Regions from separate parts of the Danio rerio genome. Here region 1 is linked to region 2. The links are chromatin contacts, called in public HiCAR-type maps. All regions are on one chromosome and are shown on one strand. Each heading gives the region's core, a stretch centred on a gene start, on an enhancer-like site or on the middle of the called end of the contact. The rest is flanking DNA. Distances are from core to core; before and after follow the strand shown.

What was found. HiCAR-type assays count read pairs that join an accessible place to other places.
Region 1: a contact with region 2 is called in a HiCAR-type map of caudal fin, with 6 times the contacts expected there. The contact joins the enhancer-like site here to the promoter of aebp2 in region 2. A contact is called at or near these places in 3 of 18 Hi-C or Micro-C datasets (caudal fin, hematopoietic stem cells and an unstated tissue) and 3 of 4 datasets of contacts at active chromatin or transcription factors (caudal fin, embryo and gastrula embryo).

Annotation. Positions count from the first base shown.
Region 1 is chr4:3,412,996-3,416,541 of GRCz12tu, forward strand. All of the region lies in intron 3 of plekha5 (pleckstrin homology domain containing, family A member 5), which reads right to left. Among named protein-coding and RNA genes, the nearest start is that of plekha5, 74 kb to the right of the region's middle. Within about 2 kb of position 1,291, at least 3 of the 62 cell types and tissues checked have an H3K27ac peak or open chromatin away from gene starts, as enhancers often do. A contact at or near this core is called in caudal fin, where this site is marked.
Region 2 is chr4:3,285,670-3,289,326 of GRCz12tu, forward strand. It overlaps aebp2 (AE binding protein 2), which reads right to left and starts at 1,396. Exons shown (of 8, transcript NM_213494.2): 1 at 846-1,396. The coding sequence starts at 1,270.

The sequences.
Region 1 (3,546 bases), core at 41-2,540, 130 kb after region 2:
CAGTCCATAATTAAAATACAGCTTGTTTTACACTTTGCAATGGGTGATGAATATTTCACATTGATTTTTAATATAATAATAATAATTAACCAGATTCACCAGATTTATAAAATAATAACTTGCATGAGCTTTGAACATTCATTAATTGTGTTTCCTATTAATTTCTGATCACTGGTTGAGGAATCGTAATGTAATGATTGAATGAATGAGTCTAATGATTCAGACTGATTCGCCACTGATTCGTTCAGATTCATTAAAAAGAACCAACTCCTCAATTTTCACTTGTTTTTATCATGACGTTTACATTTTTATACATTTATATATACAATTTTTACACAAACAATTCCCTCACAAATTGAACATAATCTCTCCTCCGAGGCATGTTTTTCACTATTTATAAGCCCATCAGAAGAACAAAATCCAGCTGATGAAATATTTGAGGAGAGCCAGAAACCTGGCCATAAAAAAATAAACTATTGTCTCTAGAAATTTCTAGCATAGCAGTCAAACGGTTAATCCGGATAAATCGCATGCAAAATTAAAATTTGTATTTAAATGTGCATAAATATAAATAAATAAATAAAATAAATGCACAAAAAATCCCTATATATGTGTACTTTTATACATAAATATATAATTTAATAATATAAATAATATGATTAATCCTTTGACAGCACTAATTTCTAGGTTTTAAAGCATTTCTACTAAAGTCTGTGTTTTTAGGAGTGTTCAAATATAGAAAAACAGCAAAAAAGGGTAGCGTTTATATAAAAAAAAGACTGTAAAATGCTACGTTTTTCAACAATGAGGGTGAGCAAGAGATCATCCTTTTAGAGTGCAATTACAGTATTAAAATGCACAAAAAATGCAAAACATGCTCCTTTTTATGTAAATTCATGTAAAGTGAATCAATACATATCAGATGTGTGCAGACAAAAATCTAAATTGCATCCAAATCCTGTAATCCAGCAAGAGTTAAAGCTGTTTCTACCCACATGTACAGAAGAAACGTCACCAAACGCCGGTCACAGCTCATAAAGCTGAGGAGTTGGGAAGCACAGCGTTCATAACAACATCCAGACATGCTTTTAAAGCAAACCTAATGATCCAAACACCTCTGTATGAATACATCTGGGTGCTGTGATAATAACACACTCATTCATATCGTGCAAGCATAATAGAAAAGATGGAGAGTCTTACCTGCTCAGATGGCGGAGAGGTGGAGATGGACATAAAAAAGAGAAGCACAGAGAGAGTGTGGTTAGTGAATGAGACACAAATCACCATCAGATGATCAGATCAGCTCCACACTGCCCTCATCTGGACACTGATCTCATCACACATGCAGGATCATTCACTGACTTTAAATAAAACTCTAAATATGAGTGATGCATTCTGAAATGAGTGAGCGGTGTGTGACTTAAAGCATGTGCGTTTGTTTTTTCTGAGTCACTATTGTTGCTCAGACTCACTCAACTTTATTATCCCGTTTAGGGAAACTAAAATTGCAGTAAGGTGTCATTACACAGGCAAAGCTTCATGTACACATTACCTAAATATTACCACAAAACATGCAACACATCCCTTTTTAGATGCATCTCCCTCCCTGCTGGACTCATTTAATGACCTAATGGCCCCATAATAAAAGAATTTCTAATACTGTTTGTCATGCATGTAGGAACTCTAAAATAACATCCTGATAGCAGCAGCTGAAACACAGAATACAATAGGTAATCCGGGATGCATAAGATACCCTGAGCTCTCTTGGTTAAAATCAATCTGATCTTGTCTGCCACCTTCACAAGGCTACTCAACCTGTTCTTATTTGACAGACTCAGATTACCGTACCAAGCTACAATGCTGAAAGATTAAACAGTTGTTTGTAAAAATAAATTGTTTATAAATTGCTTGTAGATAGAGGTACAAACCCAAAACATCTCTGTCAAACTTTTTTATAGATAGCCAAGGTGTTAGGTTGGAATGTCATCATGCTATATGGGCGTTTTCAAATGACTTTATGACATTTTGATCTGGAACGCTTGAATGTTTTAGTTTTATATTGTGTTCCCTGTCTGACAGAAAACTGCATTTTCAACTTAATTTTAAGAAAGGAGTAAACTAAAAAGTGATCTACAATTTAAACAAGGTCAAAATAAATAATAAGTTATTAATAAAATAAGATTTTACACTGATATTTCTAGACATGGCCAAACATTATGCTCATCAAGAAATGTATTCAATTGCTAATTTAATATAGTATGAATTAAATTAATAGCAAAAGTGCATATATTAATACAAAACTATATTATAATTCTTTAATAGTAACTTATATTTAAATGTGAAATATGATTTTAAAATATTTTCAATGTTATTACATTATATACATTAGAATATGATTATTGGACAAACATTGTTTATTTTTTATGTGTATTAATTAAAACATATATTGTCAAATAGTATAAATTAAAATCAGATTAAATGATTTGACTATTTAAATATTTAACAAGCAATTACACTAGCATGCTAATAAAATATGACACTAGCATCTTTTTTCATAGCAGAATTGAGAGTGAAAGGGAAAAAAGGGGTAAACAATTCCCTCTGGTGGACAAAAGCTGTTATCACAACATTAAACAGACCCTCTATGTAGATATTCAGATTTAATACAACAACAACTGTAATTTTAGTTATTGATTCATAACATGGTCATGTGACCACAACATGGTGCACATTTTGATGGTTGGGCAGAAATAGAAATGCCTGAGGCTTATTAGATGATAGATAGATAGATAGATAGATAGATAGATGGATAGATGGATAGATAGATAGATAGATAGATAGATAGATAGATAGATAGATAGATAGATAGATAGATAGATAGATAGATAGATAGATAGATAGATAGATGGAAGAAAGACAGACAGACAGACAGACAGACAGACAGACAGACAGACAGACAGACAGACAGACAGACAGACAGACAGATAGATAGATAGATAGATAGATAGATAGATAGATAGATAGATAGATAGATAGATAGATAGATAGATAGATAGATAGATAGATAGATAGATGCAATTCTATCTACTTTGCTTCAGATGAAAAGTCCAGATTAGTCTTGTACAGATTCAATCCTAAATGAAATGTCCAACACTTTTTGTCAGATAGGGCTGGCGGTTGGTTTGGTCTGCAGGGAGAACAGCTGCTCGGGACGCTGTGGAAACCTGTGCCAAACTAATCAAGCTAAATGAGCTGCACACTCATCATACACAGCACTGCATGCTGGGAAATCAACACCAGAGACGCGTTCAGGGCTCAGTTTTACACCGTCTTCTGTTTGCTGGAGTCTTTGATGAAAATGTCAACCACGTCTTGCCATATTCAGATTTGCTTTCACTGACATATTTCATTGGCATACATAATAATAATAATAATAATAATAATAATAATAATAATAATTATAATTATATATATATATAATTGATTTTTTTGTCTCCATATTTATATATAACTTTAATAGCGTAACATGATTTATATTAGACATCT
Region 2 (3,657 bases), core at 146-2,645:
ATGGCATTGTTAATCGACAAAACAAACGTTAAACGTTGATATTATCGGATGAAATATCCTGTTTTGTTATTAGCAGGTTGACATGCTTTCAAAATTTCAGCCATTTAACTTTACAATTGTGGCAAATTACATTATATACATACTTTATCATCACAATATACCATATTATTTATTGTAAGATAACAGGAATACTCTAGACCAGTCAGTTTTTCGCTCGCATGTGTTGACCGTTAATCCAAACAGCTCCTAAACGGCGTCATGAATCGACAAAAAAGACGGTAAATGTTGATATTATCGGCTGAAATATCGGTGTTTTGTAATTAAGTTAGCACAGTGACACGCTTTCAAACTTTCAGCTCTTTAACTTACAAGTTTGGCAAATGACATATTTACATACTTGATCATGACATTATATCAAATTATTTATTTTAAGATAACTCGAATAGACTAGCACAATAGGTTTTTCGCTCGCATGTGTTGACCGTTAATCCAAACAGCTCCTAAACTCGTTGATCGACAAAACAGACGTTAAATGTTGATATTATCGGCTGAAATAGCTGTGTTTTGTAATTAGCAGACTGACATGTTTTCAAACTCTCAGCACTTTAACTTACAAGTGTGGCAAATGACATATTTACATACTTTATCGTCATATTATTATGTTTATGCTAACTCAATAACACTAGCAGTAACGTTAAGTAACTAGCGTAACGGTCAACACGCGCGAGCTAAACTAGTTATCCAAACGGCACCTAAACGGCGTCGTTAATCAACAAAACGGACCTTTAACATTGATACTATCGGCTGAAATATCGGTGTTTTGTAATTAGCAGACGGACACGCACCTGTCCTCCGAGTCCATGCGGCTGAGAGGCTCTCCGTCCGAAGACGAGCTCATCATTTCCAGGCTCGCGCGGCGCTTCATTCCGGTGCCGCCGCCGCCGCTGTTTTTCTCCGCCGGTAAGGACACGCTCTCCTCCTCCCTTTGTTCTCTCTTCATCCGCTCCGCCGTCCCGTCCGCGCTACCGGGGCTCTTCTGCTGCTCCTTTTCGGTCTCCCCGTCTTCATCATTACCCCCGTCCCGCGTGGCTTCCTCTGGGCTTTGTTCTGTAGGCTCGTGTCCACCGGGCTTCTCGTCCGTGTCCGCTTCGTCCATCTTAACGGCCGGTTCCGGATCGGCGGCGCGCAGGCCCGACTCGCTCCCGTCGCCGTTTTTCTCGCTCGGGTTCGCTGACTCTTGCTCGGAAGCGTCGGAGGTCGTCGAAGCCATCGGGTTCCGCTGGTGTGTGCGCGGCCTGGCCGGGTTTACGCGACGGGAAACGGGTGAAACGCGGAGACTTTCGGTGAGCGGACGGATCGTGGAACTGCTGGAGGCTGATCGGGGAGGAGCGGGGGGGAGGAGTCAGCGTGACGTAAGCGCTTATTATGAATGGCTCCACGTGCTCGCAGGGCTAAACAGATCAAACAAAGTTCAGAAGTTTTCATAATAACTTTATTATGTACTAATATTATTAATAATAATACAAATAATAGACGCTTGTTATAAATGCATCCACGTGCTTGGAGCGCAATACAGATTAAATAAAGTCATGAAGTTTTCTTTGTAACTTAATTACATAATAATAACAATACTACTACTACTACTACTAATAATAATAATAATTAGATTAAAAATGTTGGGTATTGTTATTATTAACATGGACTAAGCCGAAAACGAGTGAATGAATGATTGTAAATTGTTAGTAGTATCCTATATTTAGTTTTACTTGTAGCATATATATTAATAACATTTGTATGAGAGAAAAGGTGCACACATCTTTACATTTATTTCCATTTAATACATGATATAATATTTGAGTTGTATTCATGATTTGTGGACATTTAGTACTTAAGATATTTGCATAAACCATAACATATGGGCTTATGTCTCAGCATTTTCCCTTGCAGTGTTTTTCCTCGGATTCCGGTTAAAGTGTATTGTCTGGTTATTATGATCTTTCATCTGCAGTTTTTCCTCCTTTATCTCAGCTGGGTTTTTCCAGTATTCATGATTTTACAGAACAATGATAAAATGAGTCAGATAACCCCTTCTGACATTTAAAGCGACTCTTCCGGGAAAACACCACCAGATGGCGTCACTTTCCCCTCATGGAAAATGTAGGCTGCACATAAGAACTGAAATCAACAATAATTCTGCTCCTGTGTATTAGATGGGATTTTCACCATTGTGAAGCTTAAAACAAATATTTTTATGAATAAATAAGACATTTATTTTACTGCAAGCATCATAAATAATCCCCTAATATTGACCAGGAGATGGCGCTGCTCTACTCTTTTGCAACACCGCATCAGAGCAGCAGATGGAGACAAAGATCAATTAATGAACACTCATCAAAATCATATCACCTAATAGAAGTTGCTTATATTATATCTTTTTATAGATTATGTTAAGGGATGTAAACAATGGTCCTAACGTATTTCCTGTTTTACATTTCCAATTTCCATAGCTTCCGAGAATCCAAAAGGGTCTGCATATTGATAATGTTAAGATAGCTATTTAATGTTAAGGTATGATTGAATTGCATCTTGATACAGTTATGAAACAGTTTGACAAGCAGGAAATGTTTTTGTGCCAACGATATCACCACATTAAAATGGTCTATTGTAAACATCACTATGTAATATTTCTTTCCATAATAATCAGTTATCTATCTATCTATCTATCTATCTATCTATCTATCTATCTATCTATCTATCTATCTATCTATCTATCTATCTATCTATCTATCTATCTATCTATCTATCTATCTATCTATCTATCTATCTATCTATTATTATTATATATATTATTATTATTATTAATTTAAATGTATTATTTAAATGAATTGAATTTATTCATAAATTGTATAAAATTTGGCCCAAGTATTTTGGTGAAATGTTTATCAAATAATAAATAAAACTAATTTAAATCTATTTTAATACATCTACACTACCTGACAAGAGTCTTGTCATAAATCAAAGCATGATCATATTTTATTTTGGTCAAATGAGCGAAATCTAGAGGCCTTTGTCTTTCATGGAAGCCACTTCTGATACCAAATGTTCAACTAGAAGTCAAGTTATCATTTGCTGTTCCTAAAACTCGCATAGGCGACAAGACTTTTGTCAGGTAGTGCATGTACAGGAGAGCACATCACACCTCTACTGGTTTCTCTACACAGGCTGCCAATCGACTTTAAAATTCAGTACAAAGTACAGCTGTGTGTTTTTAAATCCCTCCATGGCCCCTGAGCATATTTCAGAGCTAATTAATATACACCAACCTGTGAGATCTCTTCGCTCTAAGGATCTTCTCTATCTGCAAGTTCGAGGATCTGTCGAGGTGAGAGAGCTTTTTCAGTAGCAGCTCCAAAACTTCAGAACGATCTTCCACTCTCCTTAAGATCAGGTCCTACTTTTGATTGTTCTCAGAGCTCATTGCAAACACACTTATTTTCTTTAGCGTTTAATCATGTGTTGTGTGTTTATGTATTTTGGTTCTGAGTATGTTTGCATGTGTTCAATGTGTTTTTATGTACAGCCCTTTGGTACCCATTGTGGTTTGTTGAAAGCGCTCTAGAAATAAATGGAGTTAAGTATACACAAATTTAACCCCGC